Linked DNA regions of Gossypium hirsutum: all the other regions are linked to region 4. A link is a contact called in public Hi-C data. All regions are on one chromosome and are shown on one strand. Each heading gives the region's core, a stretch centred on a gene start, on an enhancer-like site or on the middle of the called end of the contact. The rest is flanking DNA. Distances are from core to core; before and after follow the strand shown.

The links. A called contact is a pair of places that touch in the nucleus more often than the background predicts.
Region 1: a Hi-C map of leaf shows a contact between it and region 4, with 2.0 times the contacts expected there. The contact joins the promoter of LOC107901705 here to the promoter of LOC107901714 in region 4. A contact is called at or near these places in 2 of 34 Hi-C or Micro-C datasets (both in leaf).
Region 2: a contact with region 4 is called in a Hi-C map of petal, with 4 times the contacts expected there. The contact joins the enhancer-like site here to the promoter of LOC107901714 in region 4. A contact is called at or near these places in 4 of 34 Hi-C or Micro-C datasets (hypocotyl, leaf and petal).
Region 3: a contact with region 4 is called in a Hi-C map of leaf, with 2.4 times the contacts expected there. The contact joins the promoter of LOC107901706 here to the promoter of LOC107901714 in region 4. A contact is called at or near these places in 11 of 34 Hi-C or Micro-C datasets (callus, hypocotyl and leaf).

Annotation. Positions count from the first base shown.
Region 1 is chrD06:49,777,210-49,784,202 of Gossypium_hirsutum_v2.1, forward strand. It overlaps LOC107901705 (ras-related protein RABA1c), which reads right to left and starts at 2,856. Exons shown (of 2, transcript XM_016827797.2): 1 at 2,287-2,856. The coding sequence starts at 2,507.
Region 2 is chrD06:50,129,049-50,135,908 of Gossypium_hirsutum_v2.1, forward strand. No RefSeq gene overlaps it. Among protein-coding and RNA genes, the nearest start is that of LOC107901708, 8.4 kb to the left of the region's middle. Within about 2 kb of position 3,358, at least 1 of the 9 cell types and tissues checked has an H3K27ac peak or open chromatin away from gene starts, as enhancers often do.
Region 3 is chrD06:49,862,249-49,869,281 of Gossypium_hirsutum_v2.1, forward strand. LOC107901706 (protein HIGH CHLOROPHYLL FLUORESCENCE PHENOTYPE 173, chloroplastic) reads right to left here and starts at 4,345. Exons shown (of 16, transcript XM_016827798.2): 1 at 3,849-4,345; 2 at 3,345-3,593; 3 at 3,090-3,251; 4 at 2,853-2,903; 5 at 2,247-2,381; 6 at 2,055-2,078; 7 at 1,856-1,967; 8 at 1,351-1,476; 9 at 1,145-1,194; 10 at 503-661; 11 at 319-414; 12 at 119-234. The coding sequence starts at 3,914.
Region 4 is chrD06:50,685,502-50,692,579 of Gossypium_hirsutum_v2.1, forward strand. It overlaps LOC107901714 (probable LRR receptor-like serine/threonine-protein kinase RFK1), which reads left to right and starts at 1,410. Exons shown (of 24, transcript XM_016827812.2): 1 at 1,410-1,710; 2 at 2,365-2,536; 3 at 2,923-2,994; 4 at 3,103-3,171; 5 at 3,240-3,311; 6 at 3,531-3,602; 7 at 3,720-3,791; 8 at 3,877-3,948; 9 at 4,050-4,121; 10 at 4,227-4,298; 11 at 4,391-4,462; 12 at 5,284-5,352; 13 at 5,661-5,726; 14 at 5,916-5,978; 2 more. The coding sequence starts at 1,617.

The DNA of each region.
Region 1 (6,993 bases), core at 1,606-4,105, 910 kb before region 4:
TCAGTCCTTCGCCCTCACAAATCCCCCTATTTTGCCTCTCTATTTTATTTCTTTAACAAGTGACAGGATTTGGGTCACACAACTCTAGCAGAAATTAAGTCACAGGCATAGGAACCCTAACTGAAGTCCTAGTTTATAATTTTCTTGGTCTTTTGGATATCTAATCCCCCAGAATTTCAGTTTGATATAGTAGTTTGCACATGCTAACCGTATTTATTTTTCATCAATTTGTGAATGGGAACTTCAATTCAGTGTCTCATCAAACAATCTTGGAGCAGATTGGACACTTTACTAGATATTCAGACAAGGGGATGAAAAACCAAGGCCTGCAATATACATGAGCATGCCTCAAAAGAATCATGTCATATGTCAACCAAGATTCAGCGGTCTCGGAAGTGAAGCAAGCTAGATGTGCAATAGGGGAATTGCTGAGCCATGCTGGGGGCAATTGAAAAGACTGTAGAGGAGTATTTGGCTGGGGAGATAATATGGCAGGCAGCATTTGCAATAATATTCTCACTTTGGCAGCAATAGGCGATGATCAAACTTGGTCACTGGTGATGATGTGGCAGCTAAGATGGTAAAGATTCAAAAGTAAAATATATTGCCTTGGTAGCAAGCTGGCAGCTGCAGCACTCCTACCGTACTCTGGGACACAGGAAAGAGGCAGTCGACTTAAAAGGCTTAGCAGAAGTACTTTTAACCACTTCTTGAATCAGAAACCTAAAAGGGTACACCTCATTGGTTGCTCGCTCTTTCCTCTAGGATCAAAGAGACTTCTCATATTGACAAATTTTCATTGTCAAAACCTAAAGTTGCCAAAACTCCAGTCAAGTCTATATTGGTCAACGGCGTATAACATCCAAATTTTAATATTTTGGTGTTCAACAACAAACTTGACTGCACCATTACTCAATGAAAAACACGCTAGAATTCTCTTAAAATCAATAGTAGTAAATTATAGCATGTCGCTCTTCGAGTAAAGTATCCCACATTGCAAAAGAAACCTTAAGGTAAGTACAACTTCACCAGAATAAAAGAAAAACATATTACTATGGCACTACTCTTTCCCCATAAAATCAAGCTTTGCTTGGTAAGGTAAAAAGAAAATTGGAAAGATGAAAAGTTAAACAGGAGGAGATAAGTAGAAACATAGAAATTACATTTTCTTTTTGGCTGGAATACTTGGTAGGAAAGATGGAAAATGAAAAGTTGAAGTATAGAAAAATATTTTTCTTTCCACCCATTGCCTGGTAGAGTAGAAAAATAAAAGAAACAAAATGAAAATTTAAAAAAAAAATGTAAAATTTGGTAAATATGCACACTTAACTTAAATCTTTCTCATTTTATCTCTTCTTGTCATTCCAAATTGGGATGATTTGTTTTTATGCATTCGGATGGAAAATGATCATACATCTCCTATTTTCTTTCATCTCACTTTTCTTTGTTAACAAGGCACACCCTAAAAGTTGCCACTCAAGGACTTGAAAGGTCCCTCCCTCTAGAAACTAACATCATTTACTTGTTCAAGCCATTTCTTCCATAATCAATTTACCACACTGTAGCTATAAGGTCCCTGCAACATCCCAAAATACCAGACTAGATTGATGCTAAACACTAGACTAACAAATTCCATGCGCAAATCGGATTCAAGATCCTGGTAAGCAATCATCATCTCTTTGTAACTAGTGATAACATATGAGAAAATAAGAAAGCGGGCAAGTAACGAAGACAAATATATCTTATATCTAGCAGGAAGCGAACATATTAATGCAAAGCATGACCATCTCGTTTGTTACTCATTTTGTCAAGCCACTTAACTGTAGATGAATGCACACAACCCGTATAACATGATCACAAGATTAAGAATAGTCAAGATCTGCTGACATGCACTTCAAATCTATGTTGGATCTATTTGCAATACAAGCCTATTAGGAAAGATACTAAATCTAAACAACAGATTTGCAAGAAACAAGCAATCATAACACCATTTACTTACAAGCTACTCACAGATCTAGATAAGCAAGACCCTTTTTTTCTCTAGTATACTGGTAAAAGGGAGATTTGTTAAACCCCATTTCAGATCAAACCAAACTCTTCAAGAATCAAAGTTAGTTTCTTTTCCCAAGCAACAACGAATTTCAAGAAAAAAATCTCCAAGAAGAAGGAAAACCTTATACGCTTATGATATTTGCCAATCTTTTATACAAAATCAGAAAAGAACTATAAATACCCAGATCAAAAAAAAAAAGGGAAAGGAAGACGAGAAAGTAGGAAAAGTGAGACCTTTCTTGACCAGCAGTGTCCCAAATCTGAGCCTTGATGACCTTTCCATCAACATTCAAGCTACGAGTAGCGAACTCAACACCAATAGTGGACTTGGACTCGAGGCTAAACTCGTTCCTGGTGAACCTCGAGAGCAGATTTGACTTTCCGACTCCGGAATCACCGATCAAAACCACCTTGAAAAGATAGTCATAGTCATCCTCAGCTCTGTAACCAGACATCTTTACTCTTTCACAGAACCACAGCTGTTACCCTCTTTCTTTGCGTCAAGTAAATAAACGAGTGTGTGAAAGAGGAGATGGCACGCGGCTTCTAAGTATATTAAAAGCCTCTTCTTTTGAGATCTGCCTAAGAAAAAAAAATCTAGTTGTTTTGGTTTTGGTATGAGTTGGAAATGTGAAAGACTGAATGTCTGCTCCGTTGGACTCCAGAAAATGTGGGGAAATATCCTTGAAAGTTGGGGCCTTTTCTGGAATGACTTCAATGCCTTCAAAATTTTTCACCTATAACGTCTTTTTGCTGCTGGAAAATGAGGATTTATGGGTCAATTTAACCATTGTTATATACGGTCTTTTGAAGTGGGAATGTTGTAATTTCACGACACTACTTGTTGATTTTTCGGGTTCTTTTCCCTTTTATTTTTAATAACACGAATAACGATGTATTAAGATTAATTTGTATTTTTCTGTTTTTAATAAAAAAATAAGTAAATTAATTTTTATATTATTAAAAGTTAATGTAACTGATGAAATAATCAGACAGTGCCACTCATGTTAACGCATATGAATCAATTTTTAATCATAGAAATAGATAAAAATTTTAATAAAAAATTAATTTATTTTTTAATCTAACATATAGAGACTAAATTGCCATTTTTTTAGTTAAGATGGCAAAATGTAATTCGACTCTTAATAAAAGAACATTCATGATAATTTTACTAGGAATAACTCGTTGAATCCAAGTTGTGGCTTATTGTCAAAGTATCTACTTTCCCCAAAAATTGCATGGGTTTGAATCATTATTATACCAAAATTTCTAACCTATACAAGCTAGAAATATTTGTTACAAATATTGGTATACCATTAGAAATTTTAGTATTAACTTGTAATTAGGTGATTTGGTTAAACATTTTTCTAAGTTTTTTTCAAAGGTGTACAACAGAATTGTCAAAAAAGAACCTTCAAGTTGAATGCTTTCGATGATATATTAGCAATGTTGTCTGAACCCAATTGAATCAATTGGCCGAATTGATTGGATCAAAGTGGTCGGGGTATCGATTTGGAGAGTGACAAAAAACTAGTAGACCCAGGAGCCAGTACAGATCGGTTGAACCAAACTCAAAAACTAGTTGAATCGATAGTTAAATTGGTTGAACCTAATTTTACTTTAATTTTTAATATTTTTTATTTTTTTTGATAATTTATTTGCTTTGAACCAAATAGACTGGTTAAATCGGGAACAGGTGGTCTGATCGGTTTAACCACGGGTCTAATTTTAAAAAAAAATGGATTTTGATTATCGTTTTATGCTAAGAGTGGTGTATACTATTTATTGTAGTCTCTTTCTTCTTCTTCTTCTTCTTCTTCTTGATTTTGTTATTAAAAAATAGAACATATTTGCCCTTTTTCATAATAAAATATTAATATTTGATTTCTCAAAATATTGCTATTGGAAATTAATTTCTAAAATGTTTTTTTAGGGTTTTTTACCAAAATAATTAAATAAATACTGAAATGAGATAAAGGCAATAATATTTACGAATCTAGGTAAGAGCTACAGTAAAAAATCGGTGCTGCTTGACCAATCAGCGGCACCCCTCTCCCCAGCCATTAGTCACATCAGGTTTTAAAAATATATATATTTTTATGGGTGCCGCCTACTCAATCGGCGGCATTGGACTGAAATGTGATGACCTAAAATATTTAGGAACCTAATATGTAAATTTTCCATTTTGATTGAAAAGCTTTAAGGGTGCCACCTACTTGATGACACCAAACTTCAAAAAGGTAAATTGCTTAATAACCCCTTCTTATTTATTTTCTTTTATTTCCCTTCAACACCAAAAATAGAGAGGCCTATCACTAATTAGTCCAAAAAGTTTTTCTACTAAAAAGTATTTTGTAAAAAAGTCGATTTCAACTGAAAATAAATTTCATTTATTTTTCGAAAAATAGTTTTTTTTCAAATTATTTTATTCCAGTTAGAATAATTTTTGAAAAATAATTTTACAAAAAAAATTATATTTTGAAAAATAAAGAAAATTTGTTTCCAGTTGGAATAAGCTTTTTTTTACAAAAATAGTTTTTAGTAAAAAAAATTGGACTAATTGGTAAGAGACCTCTTTATTTTTTGTGTTAAAGGGAAATAAAAAGAAATAATAAACAAGAAGGGTTTTATGAAGTAATTTACCCTATTTGAAGTTTGGTGCCGCCAAGATGTGAGGCAGCACCCTTAAAGCTTTTCAATCAAAATGACAGATTTACCTATCATGTCCCTAAATATTTTAGGTCATCGCATTTCAGTTCGGTGCTGCCGATTGACCAAGCGACACCCATAAAAGAATATTTTTGTTAAAACTTGATGTGACCAGTGGCTAGGGAGAAGGGTGTAGCCAATTGGCCAGGTGGCACCAGTTTTTTACTATAGCTCCTGCATAAATTAGTAAATATTATTGCCTTTATCCCATTTTTGTATTTATTTAATTATTTTATATTATTAGAGTAAAAAATCCTATTTTTTAACATGACATCACCATCATGGGTGGCAAAATTCATTTAATATTTTAAAAATAATGATTTCTTATCATTGTATTTATTCACATACCTTTCCAACTACCATAATCAATATCATTAATAAGACTTCGCACCTATGGGTGGCAAGGTCAAGTTAAATCGGCTTGTAACACTTCATATCCGACCCGATCACCAGATCCAGACGGCAGGGTGCTACACGCCATTAACTATACTAATAAACCAGTACCTTAAGGAAATATGCTGCAAATTGGGAATCATATAATGTTAACTCTTATTTTAAAATTCTTATTTAGTGTGCTTTATATAACGAATGAAACCCTAAAATAAACATATATAGCGTAGTTATATAATCCGTTACGCATAAATGATTTACTTGTAATTTATGTTACCAAGAGAGGATTTACTCCCATGGAAGTTTTATTACATTGAAACCATTACTTGATTTAAAATTTCAATATATTCACAACTTGGTTACGACTTGACTCAGACCCTAGGACTCTACCTCTCTGTTGCCCCATTGTATGCATATTACAACTAAGAAACAAATTTGTCGTTGCACAACGAACTCTGGCCTGGTTCCTTCTTGAACTCTTAAAATCCTCCTATTTACCTGCAATACATAATAACACAAGTAATTTTTTAGAACTTGATGAGTTTTCATAACTTATTAACACAACGCTAACATGCTTGCACTTCGTGGCTGGGACTTAACGATCGTCTTGCCCGTATTAGGATAGTATGCCAGTCTCATTATCATAGTAATTACATCATATAAACTGGTCTACTCATACTTGGCACATTTCCCTCAATGGTACTGTCGTTTATTTATTCTTACAAACTAGAAAAAAATCCATCTTATTTGATTGAAGTTGATCTATTGTTGATGACTTGGAAGCGAAAGATTTCATGATTGGCTATACTAAGCCTGGCATACATACAGCTTCCACCGATGAAATCTCATAGATGCAATGCTAGAATACTGATCTAATAGTAAATGATTTCTTAGTGGATCTCCCCTACTAATTCTATTTTCATTAATTGTCTTCATGGCTCATTATGCATCTATTTTCTTGAGAGGGAAATCCTTGCTGATCCTTACTTATGAACTTGTAAAAGATAATCCATAAATAATTCCCATAACATGCCTTGCACCAATGGCCACAAATATTCACATAAGACAATTTGTGACGAATAGTCCACATTGTGGACTACTAATAGTGATTTGTCTTATCGAACTCAGACTTGTATTACAATCCTTATGGATCCATAAGGGAGATATTAGTATAACTTAATATAAAAAGTGTGCTCATCCCAATCAAGTAGTTAGATTGGACAGTACATCTCCTTCCGACTCTATCTCACGATTAGATTATCCATTCCTAGTGGTTATCTTCTTGAAATAGATAACTTGTAAGTGGATTCTTAACATCGAATCCCCCAATTATGGAATTATACATATAAGGCAATCATGGTGGACTATCATATCTTTCATATACGATTTTGCATAAATAGATAGGTTGCAAATAGCAATAGATTTCTAGAAAATGAACTCATTCTTGACGCACTCATACAAGCGGTTCCCTTCTTTGCAGAATCCTATTTGTAAGATAGCCCTAACCAATTTTCCACTTATAAGATAGTCCTGACAGACTTCCCATTTAAGATAGTCCTAACAGACTTTTACATTAAGACAGTCTTGATGGACTTCCACATTAAAATCGTCCTTATGGACTTCCCATTTATCAGATATTGCCATGGACATGGTCTTCTATATGTCCCATAAAAGGCTCTCATATGTGTAACACCCCGAACCCGAGACCGTCGCCGGAGTCGAACACGAGGTGTTAACAGACTTCAAACCACTTATTAAAAAAATTTCCCAGACAAGCTGCCAATCTGCGTACTAGTCGGTTTAAAAATCATATCTTGAGTTTTGAAACTCGAAATCCAGTTC
Region 2 (6,860 bases), core at 2,108-4,607, 550 kb before region 4:
GCGCCGACGGCCCGCTTGAAATATGGGTTTGGGCAAAAAAACGAGGCCCGTTTAGAAAACGGGTCAGGCCTCGGGCACCACTTTTTGGCCCGGGCCTGGCCCGAATATAATAAATATATATTTAAATTTTTTAATTTTAAAATATTTTTAAAATTCTTTTTTTATTTTTAAAATAAATTTTTCGTGTTTATTAAAAAAATGAGCCGGGCCGTGCCGAGCTCGGGCTTAGGAATTTTTTCTCGGGCTGGGCCTAGACAAAATTTTAGGCCCATATTTCGGGCCGGGATGGGCTGGGCCGGGCCCGGGCCTAGGACGCGGGACGAAATTTTTTCTGGGCCCGGCCCATGGACACCTCTAAATCACACCAAGTTATAAAACATACCTCATATGCATATTCAACTACTATTTTACCTTTCATCATTCAATCACAAATTGTTCCACACATCAACATTATAAGGTAAATTATGCACATACCAAAATACCAAAACACAAGTCAAATAAGTGGCTTATCTCAACAAAACACATATAGGCCATCATTTATCCAAAATAACCTATACATGCCATTATAACCAAAATCAAAACATCCGAAAGTACCGATAGAACTGATGGATAGTGTGATATAACTCCGACAAGCTTCTAACCCAATCGAGCTTTCGATAATCTGTGAAATAAGGATAAACAACTACGTAAGCAATGAATGCTTAGTAAGCTCGTACAAACTTTAAACATAATATTCCAATTCAATAATAAACTTTATATATTAAATATAAAGCTATACCAAAGCCTCAAGATTTATCAACTACATAACCACCAACTCATAAATGAGTAAGTCTATCAACATCATATATATATATTCATTTCTAACTTAATAGGATTTTATAAACATTATACACCATCATTAACCTTTTCATAAAACTACGAATAACTTCCTTTACTTATTTTCCATTCTATTTACTAAACATAAACTTAAATAACAACATTAATTAACTAATTAATATATTTATTCATAACATAGGTAAGTTCAACCATAACATACGTAATTTCTTATATATAAGTACATTATTCAACTCACCAATCCCTTTTTCATCATATCACATTTCAATTATGAACTTACCGTTTCATTTGTATAATACCAGACATAAGCATATACATCAATCATAATCTCAAACTTGACATAAGCCTAATCACCATCATCAATACACAAGTTAGTGCATTCATGTATATAACTCATTTTCATGTTTCAAATCATTATCTCATTTTCAATTCTCATACAATATCATCTAATATCAATCATAGTACTGTTTTATTTAATTACCCCTATTAACACGACTTGGACTCAGATGGATACACAGATCCAACCAGGACCCAGTGCCTCATCGGATAAATCTGAAGTAATAATTGTGCCCAGCGCTATATAAATTTGACACCCAGTGTCTCGTCAGTTAAACCGAAGTAAATTGGCACCCAGTGCCTCATCAACTCGAAGTCGAAGAAATCCCTGAACTCTTCCAATCCTATGGCATACCATCTATATCCGACTTAGCCCGATACAGTTAATAGGATTTAATTTCACTTCCAAATACAATCAATATCCAATTATCATATTTGCACATTATCACATTTACACAATATATATATTCCTTTCAATTCAAATAATCAACACATTCATAATTTATATACCAATTCAATCCATTTCAATTAACTATCCAATGTCAACCTTTTTAATTCATACATATTAGCACATCATTTCAACATCATTTCATACTATACTCAAATTGCACATGCTAACATCTTTTATTTGATTAACAATGTCCCAATTCACACAATTACTATATAAATAGCTATTCACCTATCAAACAATAATTGTTTATACATTGGTATTAGCCATTCAATACTCAATTCATGAGTATATAACTCATGTATCTCATTTAGTCACAACATATCTCATTTTTGTTTATGTTTGGGTCAATATTCAATAATTAACAAACCCATCAAATTCATTAAACAATTTACCTTATCGAGATTTTCCAAAAATTTTTTTTTTGAGTTTCTAATTTAGTCCTGATTTGTTTCTAACTCGTATTTTGGGCCTCGAGGGCTTGAATAAGGGACAGTATGTATGAGTTTGATTAGTTTCTGACATAAATTTTATGTTATATGAAATGTTGAAATTTCTATCTATTTGATCTGTAAACTCCGGTAATGCTCCGTAACCCGATTTCAACGAGGGATACGGGTTGGGGGTGTTACAATGACCATTTTCATCTCATAGTCTTGGACATGTTATAAAGATGTTTAGCATACAAGTCCAAATGCATAACAAGTTGTTACTTAATAACGCCATTTAGACCAGAAGATAACTTTTGGTTGAATGCAGCCTTTTAACTAGCATGCCACATTTTCTAATGATCTTCTTTGTCTCTCCATCTTAACTTCAACATTTAAGTTTGGGAGTTGGACAAGATAAAGCCACGTTTTGGCTTAAAGGATATAATTAACTATCCAATTAAGATAAGGGATTGGTTTCATTATCCAAATTGCTACTAAACATTTGAGGAATTACTTTGTTTGAGAGAGTACTATATTTGAATGATTTTGATAAACATCTACTGAGTGATGGAAATACTAGGGGTGAGACACAGATTATTCACGTTCACTGCACCAATTATTAATATCAAGTACAATAAATTAGGAGGATAAGGAGGAAATAAAAGTGTTGTAATGGAAGCCAATTCACTTAAAGAGGCTGAGAGCCAGAATTGAGACAAGGGGACGACTTGATAAAGAAGGCAATTACTTAGTGTAATTTTAGGGTGAAAAAAGATCTATCATTTCTTTGTCATTCATCAATGTATCTATAGGAGAGGTCCTTTTGTCCATTAATATGATATGCATAAAGGATAATCATGAGCATATATCATGAGATTCTAATAGTACGAGATAGTTATGCTTGAATGGTCTCCTTATTGTCTTGGATAGTGTTCACATTTAAACACGGGCAGATAACTTCCTCTCTAAGCAGAACGGGTGATCTTACACAGAAGTATTATGGTCAAGTGGCCTGTTGGGATAGGACTTCAAAAGAAGTCAACACAAAGATTAATAATGTGTCTGGTGCTTACGTGTGTCTAAACGACAAAGGGATATAACAAGTTTAAATCATTATTTCTTTGTATGGAGTTGATTTTAGTGGATTGGTTCTAGCAAAATTTTAACAATTTTTGTACCACAACAAAACTAGACATGCTGTCAAGTTTTTTGAACCACACAGTTTGATGCAAATCTTAAATCGAAACCTTTGTAAGTCATTTTGCTTCACACCAATAGCTTATTCTGATTTTAGCTTTGTCTCCTGAGCTAGATCAATCATCACCAAAAAAGGTTGGTTGATGCTTTGGTATTGTAGTAATGGAGATGAATCTGACAGAGAAAAGAAATCATTTTTGAGTTGAAGGAAAATCAAAGTCTAATTCCTTGAAACTTGATTGTTTTGGGTGAAAGCCATGTAATTCGCTTCACAACTTTTCATGCCCAAACAGACGTTACTAATCCTATACCAATCGTATCCTATATTATCCAAAGTCAATTGTAGCATAAAGCACCTAATTGTGCAATGCTGAAACGAAAATCTCATTGCAGCCGCCCATTATAATCAAATATGGAAACTAATCTTATAAAATATGTTATATGATGAGATTTAATTTTGTGATTTTAAGGATTATGTAAATCTTTTAAGAATCTCAAATTGTAGATTAATTTAATTTTGATCGTTGATGAAAAATAAATTGTACCGTTGTATCTGGGGGAGCTCAACTATAAATAGTGGTCTTCTCCTTTATTTGTATTATCTTATTGTATTCCATTTAAAATTGCCGAATATGCTTTGAAAGCATTTACTCAAACACCTTGTGGGCATTACTTTCTTGTGACTTTTTCTATTCTTTCGTTGCTATTTTGTCTTTGAGTTGCTTTCTCTTTATTTTCGGTGCCCTGGAGAATTTCTACAGAGAATTCTCACATTATGAGAATTAGGTTGACTTAGGCGGATTTGTAACCAAGAAATTGCCTAAGGCCATGGGATTGTAAGACTAAAGTTCTAGCCCCGTAAAACTAGATGCTATTTATAAAGCTAAGCTTAAATTTTAATTGATATATAATTCTAATATTCATTAATTGATAATTAAAATGCTTAAAATTATATTAAAATAATAGCTCTATTTTACACCAATAAAATTAATTAGCACAACTTTTTCTATGTCAAAATTTTTTTAACTAATAATTGTAATTGTATTTTAAATTATAAATATCATAAAATTTTTCCCTATATTTTATACTTAAAATTCTATTCAATTAATAACTATATTTTAAAATTAGCACAACCTTTTAACTAATAATTGTAAAAATTATAATTATTTAAAAAAAGGTTTCTAACAAATAATTGTAATTTAAATATGATCATAATTGTTTCCTGTATTTTATGCTTAGAGTTTTATTCAAATACTAATTCTATTTTAAAATTAGCACAACTTTTTAACTAATAATTGTAAAAATTATAATTATTTTTAAATGAATAACTATTACAATTTTTAAATTAAAAATTCTAATTATTTTTAATTGTATAAGTATTACAAGTATTTTACTTTAACTCATGCAATATCACTTATAGTATTCTAACACTTAGTGTTGCAACACAGAAGTAAAGAGTTAGGTATTGATATGGTGATCTGATGGGTTTCAATTCCCTTTTCAGATGTTGTTTTTACTCATTGATTTGGTGGATTAGTTGAGATTTGAGAAGGTAGGGCTGCTTGTTTTTCTTCTGGATTCAAGTGCCAATTTGCGAAATGAATTTAACGTTTTCAAACCTCTGAAGATGTAGTCAAAGTATTTGTTTCTTCGATTTATTAAAGGTTGACAAGCAGCTGCTTAACATCACATTTTCTTTCCGTTTGTTTCGCCTCTTTACAGCATTATTTCGACTCCATCTTTTCCTTGTATATATTAGTAGATGTCATGCATGCTCCAAGGCCCATAATCCAGCCCATGGACGTAATGAACTTAATTTTCCATTCAAAGTACAACCAACTTCGAGAAGGATGTATCTTGGTTTCAAGAAATTCAAAAAACCAAAATTTGGAAAATATTGATAGATTTCAGGATTTGAAGTTTTTTAAAAAATCAATATTTCAACCTTGGAAATGTTTATTCATGAACGTGAACATGCTTGGAGAACTTTAACAAGCATTAACAAACTGGATTCTTAAAGAAAGAATGCTTAGAATACAAATTCTAAGTTGTCTTGCATTTTCAGCACATTTGAAGTTTTTTTACAAGAGTTGCATTTTAGGAAATTTTAAGACATTTGAACATTGTTGTCTTAATTTTCAGGTTTGTTTTGTTGCTTAATTAAGTTGGATGTCCTAATTATGACTTAGCATGAGTTGAAGTTGAGTTGGCATCCATGCTTAGTTGTCAAAAACTGATTGGTTCTTAGGAAGTTAGTTATTTTTTAGAAGTATATTTATATAGGAAGCAAGTTGAATTTTCTCTTTCAAATCATTTGTAAAGTTTGCTTCTAGCTAGGATATTGGGAGTTCTTTTCTTGGATGTTTTTAAGGGTGGAGCCAAGAGGTTGGCAGGACTCGAACCCCTTAAAATGAAAATTTAACTTTTAATCTCTTTATAGTTCATAAAATTTTAAATTAGTATATGGTAAAATTATATTTTAGTCCTCTAAAATGATAAAAATTTGATTTAATCTTTTAAAATTTATAAAGATATATACTATTAAAATCGTCAATTTGCATTTTTACTATTGTAAAAATATACAACTTAATTTAGCCCCAAAAAAATTCTAGCTTTGGTCCTATATGTTTTCCTTTCAACTCTTTATCTTTATTTTTCATTATAAGTTGTGGCAAACACATGGCATGCAAGTGTTTGGTCAAAATCCTCTTTGTTACTTGAGTCTTTTAATTTCAGGTAAACTACACAGTAGGTCACTCTAAAATAACGTCGTTCCTATTTTGGTCACTCTAAATTTTTTGTTGTCAATTTAATCACTGTAATTAAGATAATTGCTTGAATTGTTCATAGCCGTTAAAAATTCCATTAATCCACTAATGAATTGCTGATGTGGCATTTTTTTGACCTTTGAGTAATACTAGGTATCTCTTTATAATTAGTCTAAAACATTTTTTTGATTTATTTGCAACATAAGAACCTCCAATCTTTATCCCATTGATCCCATGTTTCTCCATCTCTATCTCTCCTTACTCCACCACCCTTCACCAAAAGGACCACCTTACGAATGCTTCTCCAACATGGGTTTCCTCCATTTCAATATCTCAAATTTCCTTTCTATAGTTCTTGTTCTTTTCTTTTTCCATTTTCGTTCGCATTGCGTTGGGTACCTTCTAAAGTTTCCATTTTCTAATGGCTTCTGCTTCAAAGGAATGGGCTACAATCATATCCTTCTTTTCAGGTAATTATTACATTTCACCTCTACTCTTTTCTTCTCTCTTTTCCAATGATGAATTGGCAGTTTGTATACTTGCCCAGGATGCATAAAATATATATGGCCTTCATTTTTCTTTATTTTTAAAAGGATTTTAAAGAAAATTAATATTCCATGCCATCTATTGCTTCTCTCTTTTTCTAAAGTAAATTTCCCCAAAATGTCATTTTTTTAAAAATTTCTGAATTAGACTGTATTTTTTAAAAATTAATGGACTAGGCCGAAATAACGAAAACGCTTCTGGTTTCAGTGAATTTGCAGGAAAAAGCTTCCAGCTGAAAGTGCTTTTTTCCCTCAATATATTTTTTTATTAATTTTTTGGGCCACCTCTTTTGAAAGTAAA
Region 3 (7,033 bases), core at 3,095-5,594, 820 kb before region 4:
CAACAGATAAATAATCGAATAAGACCCCCATCATCAGCACCTCCCTCCCCGAAAAAAGAACAAGAATAGACCAGATTATAGAAAGAATCTGATAGAATGAAGAGAAAAGAATATGAACCTGGGAGTGATAGGATCCTTTATGTATGCTTTTATGGTAGAGAGTGGAAGCTCAAAAGGTCCTTCTACAAAAGTGGGATTCAGTTTCCCATCATATTCAAACTTGCTGAACATGAGCTGGAATAATTTGCATTCCTCGTAAACAGTTTGGTAAAAACTCAAAATTCAGAAAGATAAAAAAGCATAGACCAAGTGGCAAACCTGAAATGATACGACATTACTTGGATTGAATGGTGGAGCGTCAGATACAGTCTGTGCTCGAAATACAGGCCTCAGTGAAGAGAATGGCAAACGAATCTGTAAAGAAACAGGAAGTTACAAGTTGAAAGGAGAAGGTAATTTGTTTGATAATGCTGATGTATAAAATGGTCATGGTGTTACACACAGACTGCCATTGGCCTCCAATGGTGTCAAAGCTTGCTGTATAACCCACTGTATCCCAATCAGTGCTAGTGCGAACAATTAGTTTATACCGACGACCATCACCCTTTAAGCGCAACTCAAAACCATCATATGCTTTAAGATCCACTGGGGAGGAAAAGTTCTGAAAATAAAAACCAGTAGCCTTTTTACCTTTTTCATAAGAAAATGGAACCAAAGTAAGCTATGCATTCAGAAGTCATATTGAACACCCAAAGAAAAGCACATATGTGCACTAGAGAAAGATATTCAAACCAATATATATCTCGTCAAATGTGATTTCCGGGGAGGTCTGATATGAGTATGGTTATTAGTTAATGGTTATAACTGGATATAGTTTTAATTCTATTAGATTACTATCCTACCTTTAAAATGTTTCCTTAGCTGCAAATCTGAGGAGTTGAAGCCTACAGTGTCAAAGACCAGCCTCTTACCAGATTGTGCCAAAAGCAGTCCCTTAAACTTTTATGACTATTACCTAACTCATATTTTCTTACTTTGTGCTTCACCTAAATGAACGCACTTATAATGCTTGCAACATGTCAGACAACAAAATTGCGAAACATACATGGTGTAAGAACAACAAAAGCTATTCTTGTTTGCGTACCTTTGTTCTGATACTAGTAAACCCACCATTGTTTGCAGTTGAAACAATGCCTTGCAAAGACAATGAATTGGATAAGGAAAAGGGAAAAATGGGAACAAAGAGATGATAGAGCCATAATAGAGGTTCATAGTTAAGGTCACGGTTCTAATGCCAGCACGATGTATTATAGAGAGACAATCTAATGAAAGGTTCTCAAAAGAACAAACCTTTGAAAAGCCCTGTTGGTTTACCACCTTCACCACCAGTCCGATCAATCTGAAATGTACTTTCACTAACACCTCCCATTACAACATCATCTAAAGCGCCCCAATCAAGTTCTTTTGAAAGCTGATCTGCTTGATGGAAACATGGAATAAAGAAAAAGAAAATAACCATATTTTGTATAAAACCAGAAAATTGTAGATCATAGATTTACACTAACAATATATCACAACTTTAGAAATTGAGATATGCTACAGATGTTACTCAAAAATCAATATTCTAAATGGAAACCTAAATCCTCATGTAATGACAAATAATGGAAGTTTGTCTCCTTTGTTTCATTTATAGACAAAATAAAGCCCTTTGCATTAAATATCCCTTCCCACAATTCATAATTTATAATTATTTTAGCTTGTCTAAATCGAAAGAAAACACTTTTCTCAGACAGCTTTGCAGTAGGAAGGGTGTTAATTGCAATTTTCAACTAGCGGGACAATTTCGAGAGAATACCTTCAAATCCAAAAAGCAGTTTCCCTGTTCGTAGTCCGACACTCTCCTTCACAGCATTAATCAAGTTTTTCATTCCAATGTACTCAACCATTTCAGGTGAATCACCTTTTATCTGTTTCATCAAACAAACAAACAAATTCTCAAGTATAACTCCCTCAAGAGAATCTGAAGAGGTAAAAGATTGCAATTAGTTTGCTACCTCTGGTTCAAAAAACTTGACTCCCTGAAAGAAATAACATTTGGATGTCAGGGTCCTAAACCAGGAAAAATATTATTTACTATAATCCAATAAAACACTCAATCTTCTCATAGACTAAAAGAAAATTTTGAAACTTAGCCAACTGTTTCATAACCAATAGTTTCATCATTCGGAGAATGCCCGAAATCATACTTGACTGTATTTTGCTCGGTCAGGAGTGTCCCCTTCCTTTGGGCCAATAATGACAGAAGCAGCATTTATGACTTTCTTCACTCCTTTGAAGTACTGAGCAACGAGTGTGCTCTCCTTTGTAATGTCTCCGACAATCTGCAATTTGAAGGAAAGGGCGAATTAGGAAGCATGGAATGGAAGGATTAAAGGATAAACTCTATCAACAATGAAGAAGGATATATTAACATAAGTATAGTTTCAGATCACATGGATCTGCACTATGACAGCACTAAGGCTTTTCTTGGTATGAAGGATGGAAAGGAGTTAGAATGCAAAATTTGTTAATCAAATGGTTAAGATTCATAACCACTTTCTTACTTTGTAGCTTAAGCATTATATTAACAAAATTTCCATTCTCATTCGTAGATTAACAAATTTTCCATTCTCATTCATTTCCATCTTTTATACCAAGCGGAGCATAAAAGTTAAGTTTGTATGTTTAAGAATCATGATAAATATAGCAAACAAACATATTTCTTTAATGCAATACCTTAGCACCACCACATTATAAAATCAATGACCTAAAACAAAACTATATTGAAGACTTAACATGGGAAGGTAGCTCACCAATTCAATATCGGGACCGAGCATCTTTCTTGCTTTCTCTTCATTCCTAACCTAAATGTAGGCACACATGAAGAGAAAAAGTTAAAAGGGCGAAAGAGAAAAGAGGAAAAGAGAATGAGAAAAACAAGTCAAATCTATACTAAGACAGCCCTCTTGAAGCACTTCAAAAGGCATCAATTCATAAATCATATTTCAAGGGAATGCTAGATAAAGGTGTACAAGGTTTAGGACAAATACCAATGCTTTAACAGGCAACCCTTTCTTCCTTAAGTGGTTAACCACTCTCCTACCTACACCCCCAGTAGCTCCAACTACCAAAACGTAGTCAGAAGTTCCCATTTTCTTCTCTGATTCTTCGGGCGATGAACCGGATAATTTCTCAATTATAAATTCAACAATCTTCAGGGAACAGTAAATTGCATATAAGTGTGTGCACACAAATTTATGAATCAAGACATTATGATTAAAAGAAGGATAGAAAGTTTATGCTACCTTAGCAGGAGACGGTGGTCCATTGAAAAAGTATAACGTTTTAAAAAATCTCCCCAAATCCCAACCCTGTTTTTCAGCAGATATAGGATCTTTGTACGTTGCAGAAGATAAATAAGCGGACCTTCGTTGGTTAAGACGATACTTAGGTCTGCCATTAAGTTGAAGAAATGGTTTAGGAAGTTGACAGGAGAGAAGCTGAGGATGCATACAACTCTTAGAAAATTTTCTACCAACATTTGATGAAGAACCCTGCAGTTTTTTCAGTTGATGAAGTTATGAAATAAAAAATGACCCCATGATTGTATAGAAAATGGCAAACACCAAATTTGGCAAAGGAGTTTATAGTTCAAAGATACTGTATCAGAAATCAAAATATTCTTACTTACACTTCCAGACTGAACATAGAGTAATAAACCCAGAAATATTGTAAATGAAAATATATTCAATATATACAAATAGCTATACAAACAGAACAAGTGCATGCAATGATGATAATTTACTTGCCTGAATACTGAAGATGGAGAAGGGAGATGATGATGATGATATTGTTGTAGAAAAACAACTTTCCATTTCTTGACAGTGGGTTACACAGTTAAAAAAAAAAGAATTTACAACTAGAGACTGGAAGAAGGGTCAAAGATCAAAAGGTTGGCGTTGTGCAAGTGTAGATTGATAGTTTTGATATTTGAAGCAAAGCAGTTAATATAGACCACACACCCCAACTCTGCAACAGTCGGCTTCTGAAGAACTTGGACCTTCGAAGGTAAAAAGCAAAGGGGCTTTCTAGAAGGGGCTCTATTGGGTTTGAAAGTGGGCTTATAAAGTCATTAGGTAGCACCAGCTCCTTGCCTCTCCATTCCCGAAAACAAACAAACAAACAAAAAAGGGGTAAATTATGATGAAAGAAGGCAGATTGAAATAAGATTATCATACAAGATGGTTCTGTACTGTATTCAGTGGAGAAGAAGTTGCAAAGAAGAGAAGATGCCGAAACCAGGTTTGCCATTTTAGGTACCTGCACCCTATATAACCTCGATTGGGCATTTTTACCGTATCTGAAAAGGATAATAGTATCGATCGGGCACCTAAATTGTTATATTAATACTATATCAAATAATTTCATCTCTATTATGATCAAAATCCCTATACTATTTGTTAATTTGTTCTTACAGTTATCTCTAGAAACTCATTATGGTATGAGTTGCGATAAAATTAGGTTTAAAATATAAAATTTAGTTTTTATAATTTAATTCTAAGAGATTAAATCTCTATATTTTTTTATTTAAAAATATTAGTTCTTGCGTTACTACAATTAAAATTGTTCATTTAACTATTATAAAAAGGGTAAAATAATTTTTTAGCTCTCATTTTTTATTCTTCTTTTTTGTCTATTTGATCCTTACTCTTTAAAAATAGGATAAACTATTAAAATAGTCACTTTTATTTGTCTCATGATCATTTTAGTCACTTATGTTTGAAATGTTACGTTTTAATCACTTACGTTATTGTGTTGTAACATTTGTTACTAAGCGTTAATTGTCGTTAATGGTGTAAAGTAAACTGACGTGGCATATTAAATTATCATTTCAAATGACAATTTTAGGTTAAATTATACAATTGGTCCCTGTATTTTTTTCGTTTTGAGTAATTTAATTTTTTCTTTTATGTTCTTTAAACTTTCTTTCTTTTTTCTTTATTTTCCATTTTCTTCTCATTCTCCATCTGTTTTACTCCTTTCTCCATTTCTTTTAACGTAATTTTTCTATATTTTTCATTTGTTAAAACTAGTCCCTATACTTTTATTTTTTGAACAATTTAACTTTTTCTTTTTATTTCTTTATTCTCCTCTTTTTCTTCCCCTTATTTTTCTCTCTTCTCATATTCTTCACTGCAGAAAAATAATCTTTGCCCACCAAATAAACCAAGTCCTTATTTCTTTCGCATGATTTCTAAATTGAATTTTACTCAAAACTGAATATCAATCATTCTTAATCGAATCTCAAATTGAATATAACCTAATTTTGAAACTAAAATTGGATCTAACTAATCAATATATAAAATCATATCCTTAATCAAATCTAAACATAAATTGAATTCTTTATATTCAAAACAAATTTTTTTATTTCCAAACTTTTATAGAATTATGTAGATTATTCCTTTCCTTTTATTTTATTTTTTGATGACGAATAAAATTAAGCAAACAATAAAATTGATCTAAACCTTTTTGGATATTCCCAAGCAAGTTTGATTAGAAGCCGAGCATGGATGAATCGAAGAGAGAAAGGTAGCATGGAACCAAACTAGTTTAGGTAAAGTTGAGGATGTTTCATATGATGATCGTTTTAGTCATTGAGAATGTAGAGCTCGTTTGAAGAATCTGTGAAACAACATAATTTCGAGAGGGTGAGAATGTTGTAGGTAAGATAGATAAGGTGGTCATGGGGGTTGATTAGGAGGTTAAGGGAATGGGCTCAAGAAATTTTGTTAAGGGTGGATTGCCATAAGTCACAACTGGCGAGATCTTCGAGTGAGGAGAGATTGTGGACTAGGTCATTAAGAGATCCAAATTGGTTCGTTAAAGTGATGATGGACGATAATGGTTTGTAATTGTGGGGTGAGAATATGCGAAACAAGTTTTATTTTGGTTTCAACTTTCGCCTTTTCTTTTTTCATAAACATAAAAAAGTTTTAACAAATGAAAAATATAGAAAATTTACGTTAAAAAAGATGGAGAAGGGAGGAAACTAGAGGAAGAAGCAGAAGATAATGTAAAATAAAGAAAAAAAGAAAGAAAAGTTTAAAAAACATAAAAGAAAAAAATTAAATTGCTCAAAACAAAAAAATATGGGGACCAATTGTATAGTTTACCCTTTTTTTTGTTTGAAATGATGACTTAATGTGCCACGCCAGCTTATCGTTACACCGTTAACGAAAATTAACGGCTTAGTACTGAAATGTTACAACACGTTTACGTAAGTGACTAAAATGTAATATTTAAAACATAAGTGACTAAAATATAACTTGAGGTAAACAAAAGTGATTATTTTAATAGTTTACCCTTAAAAATACATAAACAATTTAAAAAAATGTTTTTAAAATTAGAAGTCTTTTTCATATTTATAATAAAAATAGAAAAATGACAATTTTTTGAAAAATTAAGAACTCTTTAAAATTTTAAAAAACAATAAAAATCATTTTAAATAATTTAAAAATATGAAAAATATAAAATTTTCAAAAAATTTAAAAATATGTTATTTACTCCATGAATGATAATAAGATTTCTCCAGACTTTGAGTTATCCGTTCAATTCATATTAAATAAAATTTAAACAAATTCCTTTTTTATTTTTAAATTAAATTAAGTATATATCAAAAATATTTTTATGTAAATTTAATTATATAGTGTATAAAATATTAGCACAAAATAAGTTTTAAATAATAATATGAATTTTGAATTAATTTAGATTAAATTAATATATATATTTTTTGTTCATAACACACTATACTAAAAAGATTTTTATATAAAAATAGACCCCATTTTGACAAAATATAAAGGTAATAAATTAATTCTTGAGATTTCTATATAATGTGTTTTTTGTACAAAAAAATTTACATAATATATTTATATTTAATTAAAATTAAATTAGAGTTTGTATTATTATTTAAAAATCATTTTACACTAATATTTAA
Region 4 (7,078 bases), core at 160-2,659:
AATAATATATATTAAGTTTATAATTGATTCCCGCTCATCCTTAAAAAAATAATAAAAATATTAAGAAAAGAAAAGGAAAAAAAAACACTATAATCTAATCCTTAATTTTTAAAAAGATTCAAATCAAGGTGTTTTCAGATTACAAAATTTCAAAGACCGGTGTGAATTACATTACATGCATATATGGTGGGGTGATGGATCAACCTATGGATAGGAAAATCGAAGCATATGGTAAAACAATCGTGCAAATTTGTGGTAGTAAAAAAGGAAAAAGGACAAATGATAAATATGGAATTTGGGTTTGGGAAAACAAGAAGCAGCCCACCTATTTTGAATGTAATACAAAGTCAACTGCCTTTCACTGTTTAGTCTGTGGGATCAACAGTTACTGAATCTAAATATTATGTGCCACTCCCGACCCACTTTCAATATCAATGCTTATTTGTCTCACTTCATTCAAGATGGAGTCTGAGTAACAGCCAATTACTATTACTATTAATGTTACATAAAAAATTTATATCATTAATCATTAAATTATAAGTAATTTTTTATTTTAATCATTTGTTAAAATTATAATTCGTTTATTAAATTATTCAAATTTTTTTATTTAAATAACTGAAATGTTAAAATCGATGTTATATGACTTTCTCTGTTTCAACAGCCTGAACCAATTAAAAACTTACTTTTCTCTTTTCTTCTTTAGTTTAATTTTTTTTTTCATGAAATAACTTTAGATATCATGAAGTCGAATTGTCATTTGGAACTCATTGGCGAAACTTTAAAAAAAAATTAATAGCTTAGTGACTTAAATACTTTTTTTTTAAATTTTTTAATAATTTAAATAAAAACTTTCAAATAAATTCAATGATGAAATTATAAAATTTTTAATTAAACAATCGAAACAAAAACTTAGTACTTAAAAAAAAAAGGTTTGGTAACAATCATCCTTGCCTAACTTTAGACCATATGATTCAAAGTATTAGCCTATTTTTCGACTTCTCTTCTGTTTAATTAATGGAGACAATATACATACATAAATTAGTCCAAAGAAAAGGAAGCTTAGCAACCCCAAAAGGTCGTTTCGTGCTAAGGGTGAGTTTAGATAGGCGGTACGTTTATCTGTAATTAGTGTAAAAACAGCGATGACAGTGAAATTATATACTGTAGCGATTCTGTAGCGTGAACTTAAACCGCACTCCAAACCACTCTAAGACTCATTCATGGCTGCTTCTTTTAACTTAAACAGCAAATCTTTCTTATGGAAATATAAAAAACGTGAACTTACTGCAGCAAATAAAATAGAATAAATATCAATTAAAAACGATTAAGACATTCCTACCCTGTTAAAAAGATCCCAAAATTTCCGGAAAAAATATTCCTTTTTCATGTAATTAACAGTTCAGTATATACCAAATGTATTTTTTACTTTCCCAGTATCTACTTTCTGTAATATACATCCCAGTATCTCGATTTCTGGGTTTTTTTGGGATTTGTCAAGTCTCCAACTTTACTTGCACTATTATAATTACAAACACTAGCTTCTTAATCTACATTTTCAAGGGGGTCGAACTCTAATAGAGCAGCTTTTCATAGTTTCTTTGAAAGTAACGGTCATCATGGTTACCAAGAAGCTTTTTGTCTTCTGGATCATTGCAATGGGTTGTTTCAGCTTGCTTAGATATTCTGAGTCGAAGGTGCCCGAAGAAGAAGGTGAGTCAGAGTTCAAGATCTGATTTTTAGTAGTGTAGTTTTTATTTGGTTGATGAGATAGTGTGGGAATATGTTTTTTTTTTGGGGGTTCGCTGGTTAAAATGAAAGGGAAGTGGAAATGGATTTAAGTTTTTACTTGGTTTAATTTTTGTTGGATGTTCCTCAAATTAAAACCCATTGCAGGAACTTATCTCTAAGCTGGAATCTTATAGGATCTTGCTGCTTTAAATTCCTTGGGTTCATTACAAAGTATATGATTATGGTGAAAGTAGGTGGTATTAACTACTGTTTTTTCGCTTAGGTCCCTTCTTTCATGCTCATAATGACACTAAAACTTCCATTTTCTTCAAAAGCTTATCAGTAAGTGATTCTTGTGCCTGAGGTATTGAATTGTCTATAGTCCACAAGGAATCAAAGAGTCATAAATATTGAGTCAATGATGAATAGGCTTTTGGTTTTGACCGCTGAGTGTGAACTAATGTTATGGGTGATTGAAATGTTTTGGTTTAAGCAGTTAATCCTAATATTTTCCTTCCCTTCTTATCCAGTTTATAGGTTTACAAATTAAAATGCTGATCCAATTAAGATGCTTTTGTTCATTTTTACATTCATATATATTGCTGCGATGCTTATGGAACTATGAATGTCTTCTAGTTGATGCTTTGGAAGAGATTACTACTGCAATGGGCTCCACATACTGGAAATTTATTGGTGATTCCTGTGAAATTGAAATGGTTGGGGTAACGCTAGTGCCGCCAAAAAATTCCGAGCATGAGATCTCTTGCGAATGTGAGGCGGATGGCACTGTTTGTCATGTCGTAAGGATGTATTATTCCTTCATCTTGTTACTAGCTAATTTACATTTAATTCTTTGATCTGATTAGGTGAATTATTCCATGTGTCCAGTATGTTTATGCATGGCTATTTCTAACTAAAGTGAATCTGAGGGGGTTGTCAATGACAACATTTGAGGGTAGTTTTGGCTGTTGTAATCGAAGTAGCTTATATTTGCATGGATTCTCCTTTTGAGGCATGGTTTTGATATTCACATCTGCAGACAACCTTAAAATCAATGACTGCAGTAAAGCTATTTGAGTATCTATTTCAGTAATTTATGTAGTTTATGCTTTCTTTAGTGAAGCTTTTAGGGCAATCAGTATCTGTTTCTTTTTGTCGTTGTTGTACTAATACATCTTGGCTTATGTATTTTAGAGCGATCAAAGGTTATAACCTTCCTGGAATACTCCCCCCTCAACTGGTTAAGCTTCCTTACCTTCGGGAAATGTAAGAGCTCTTGAAATGATTAACTATGATGTTTATATTGTACATACTGATTATATAATCTACAGCAATAGTAGATAACTGTCCTAAGTAATCTTACTTTTTTATCAGTGACTTTGCTTACAACTACCTAAATGGTACCATTCCAATTGAATGGGCTTCAATGAAGTTGACTTCTATGTAAGTTTTTGAAACTTTTAACATAATTTTTTGTTCATATGGTATATTAACCTGAAGTTTTTGTGCAGCTCTCTTCTAGTAAATCGCTTGTCAGGGGAAATTCCGAAGTACCTGGGAAATATTACCACTCTCACATATCTGTATGTTCAGAACTTGAGTTATTTGTATATTTTAGTTAATATTTTGAGGATGTTATGAAGATTGTAGTCCTAGAAAGAAGGTACAATGCAAAATCAAAATAGCAAACTCTGCATTTTTTATATGTATAGCTATATATCCTACAAAATTATAGCTTTTTTCATCTTTCTTTTTCACATAGTAGGAAATTTATGAAGGATGTTTGATGCTTTCATAATCAGGAGTCTTGAAGCAAACCAATTTTCGGGTCCTGTACCACCTGAACTTGGGAATTTAGTGAACTTGACTACATTGTAAGGGAAAACCCAGTATTTCAGGATGCTCTTGCACAATCAGTTAATTACTTTACTTGCCCGTCATCAACATTAAATGATTTGTTTTCATCTTTTTTACGTTTATGTTAATTTCAGGATGCTCTCCTCCAATCAATTAACTGGAAATTTGCCAGTGACGTTTAGTCTACTAAAAAATCTAACTGATCTGTAAGTTTCTTCAAATTTTCCTGTACTTTAAACCATGTACCTCGATATGTTCATAGGACCAACAGCATTTTGTTGTCTATTGCAGTAGGATAAATGATAACAATTTCAATGGAACAATACCTGGTTTCATACTAAACTGGGAACAACTCAGCAGACTGTAAGCTTGTTAGTTAAAATAAAATTCAGATTTTTAATATATGTACATATGCATATATCCGTTTTCTTACATTTTTACTTGTTTATTTGGAATTATTGCAGAGAAATACATGCAAGCGGGCTCATGGGACCAATACCTGTGAGCCTATCTCCTTTGAGAAATTTACTTGTGCTGTGAGTATAATGCGTCCTTTACTTGCAGTCATTGACTTAATATTGCACAACTAGCTTTTTTTTTCACTGATGGGATTGCAAATGTTGTACTTATCTTTTGCGCAGGAGGATTAGTGATATAAATGGGCCAAGTCAGGATTTTCCTGTGCTCAGAGACATGAAAGGCCTAGTAACATTGTATGTTTAGTGCTCACATTATCAATTATTTTGAAGGTGCCATCTGTATATGATCCATTTTGACTGAACCTAAGCCTGTTATATTTTTGCAGGGTTTTGAGGAGTTGCAACATTTCTGGAGAGATCCCTGATTACATTTGGGCAATGAAGAATCTGGAAATGTTGTAAGTAAAACAACTGCAAGGTTCTAGGGCATGAAGTGTCCTTGCCTTCCTCTATTTGCATTCACTTCCTTTTTAAGAAACTAAAGTTGTAATTGTTCTTTGACTCTGGTAGACAAGTCCGTCATTCTCTTTTTAAGAAACTAAAACTATAGCCTCAGTAACATTTGGTTGACAACCATAGTTAAATTGTTCTCTACCATCATGCTGTAAAGTGGCCATTGTTCAAACTTTGGCTGCAGACAAGTTATTCATTCTACACTTGAAGGACTGCAAATCTTCTGCTGAAAACGTCACGGTCTTTATGCTTAGAAATTTGTAGAGCATCAGGTTTATAAATAAGAATATATCACTAGGCCAAAGGGTGCTTAGTATTTAATTAACACTTAGATGATGAATTTGGGATGTCAGTTATAATGGTCTAAGATAGATTAAAAGCCCAAAATATCAGGCAGTTCTAGAATTGGTGGCATGTCAACAATAACATGTCTGGTTTCTGTGTTTCTTGGTTTTAGAACTAGTTTGCTTTTATTTTTAACTGAGGAAAATAGATCTAGACATGTATATGAAAGTGAAGTTCATGCCTTAGTCCTATTACTTTCTTTGGACGTAATATTCAGGAGCAGAGTTCTTTATTATTTATTTGGTTAACGTCTACCTCAAGATCCTTCTTGAATAGATATTCTATCGCCAAGTTATTGCCTGCAATGAACTTATATCCTTTTGATTCAAAAAGCAAGTTTGTAACTGATTCATTGAGACTCCTAGTTTGCAAAATCATGTTTGAAAATTTGGGCACTAAAATTATCTCACCATTGCAACAGGGATCTCAGTTTCAACAAGTTAGTTGGGAAAATTCCAACCAGGATAAGTTCAGATCGTCTAAGATTTGTGTAAGTATAAATTTGAAATTGTGGCTGCATTTTACTAACTTTTGGACTTCATTGCAGAAAAAGGATTGTTTTAAGATTCTGAATAAGCATTTTTAACTTCTTTATTGTAGAAGGTAGAAAATATAGGTGTATGCAAAAAGATAGGATAAGAGCAATCATAACTGAGATCTAGTGTTAAATTTGTCCAGTTTCGAGTCACTTAAAAACTGGCATTGATATGGGAAATTAAAATTTTATTTTGAAGTTGATTCTTTTCTCTTATCATGATTGATAGGAAATACTGACCATCTGGTGTGGTTTTTTATTAGCTTTTTAAGTGGCAATATGCTAAGCGGAGATGTTCCAGATTCTATACTGAAGCAAGGAAGTAGCATGTATGTTTCTGCCTGTGATACTTATCACATTTCCATTTATTCCCTTGTCTGAGGGCACTGCTCGTAAAAACCCAAAAGGGAAAAAAGAAGAGCAAAAAGAAGAATCTCTGAATAATCAAATAGTGTTATTTAAGTTCATTCTGATCTTTTCTTTGGAAATTTATACTGATTCTCCATGCTTGGATGCAGCGATCTTTCATACAATAACTTTGAATGGCAAGGCCCTGAAAAACCTGTTTGTCAGGAGAACATGTTAGACTACTTTTGTTTTAGTCTTTCCTTTATACTTTCATCTTTGATATGATGTAGAACTAACAAATATCTCGTCTTTTGTTCTTAGGAATCTGAACTTAAATTTGTTTTGTAGTTCTTCATCAAGGAACAACTTGTAAGAGTTTTCTTTCCCTTTCTTCCCCCTTTCTTATTTTTCCCTTAAAATGTTTGGTGGCTTCATAAGGAAGATCTTTTGTTTGTACTGTTCAAAGATTGTGCTAATTATTTTCAGTTCTCAAATTCTTTAACAGGGGGGGAGCTCTTCCATGCAAGAAGCATTTCACGTGTCCTCAATGTAAGTTGTCTCCTTCAGGAGTAGGAATAAGTGAACTGCCAGTAATTTAGTCCGCTCAACCCTTTACTTTATTGGATTGACCACGTGTATTTTAGCTTTTTACCCAGGTTTCTTTCATATGAAGTGAATCAGTGTTGTGATGATTAGTGTCATCTCTCTCTTAGCGTTTCTTATCTCATTTTAAAAAGACAGCAAGATGTACAAAAACTAGTTTATAACTTATAAGCACCCTATTAACTTTTATTGATAAATAAGTAAATTTTGTCACATAATTGTATGAGTTGGAAAATTGGATAAAGGATACGAAAAATAGTTATTTGTTTTGAGGTCATTGAGTTTCTAAGTTAAGGTTTTTGAAAAGTCATCAGTAAACTTTATCGTAGAATTTCTTTATACTTTATCTGGACATACTATTAATAGAGAAAGTGTCATACATTGTTGGTTTAGCAAAGAACTAATTGAAGCATAGAACAACAATGTATGACACTTTGCTAAACCAACAATCTATGCTTCAATTAGTTCTTTACTAAACCAACAATGTATGACACTTTTGAGTTCTGGTTGCTCAACATATATTTCTTCGCTCAATACTCTGTTCAGGAGTGCCGACTTCACATCTAATTGAAACACCCTCCAACCTTGTTGAGCTGACATAGCCAAAAGCATCCTAATTGTGTCCATTCTTGCCACAGGAGCAAAAGTTTCAGAAAAATCATCTCCCCAAACCTGTGCATATCCTTTCACCACCAACCTGGCCTTATACTTGTTCATTGAGCCATCAGGG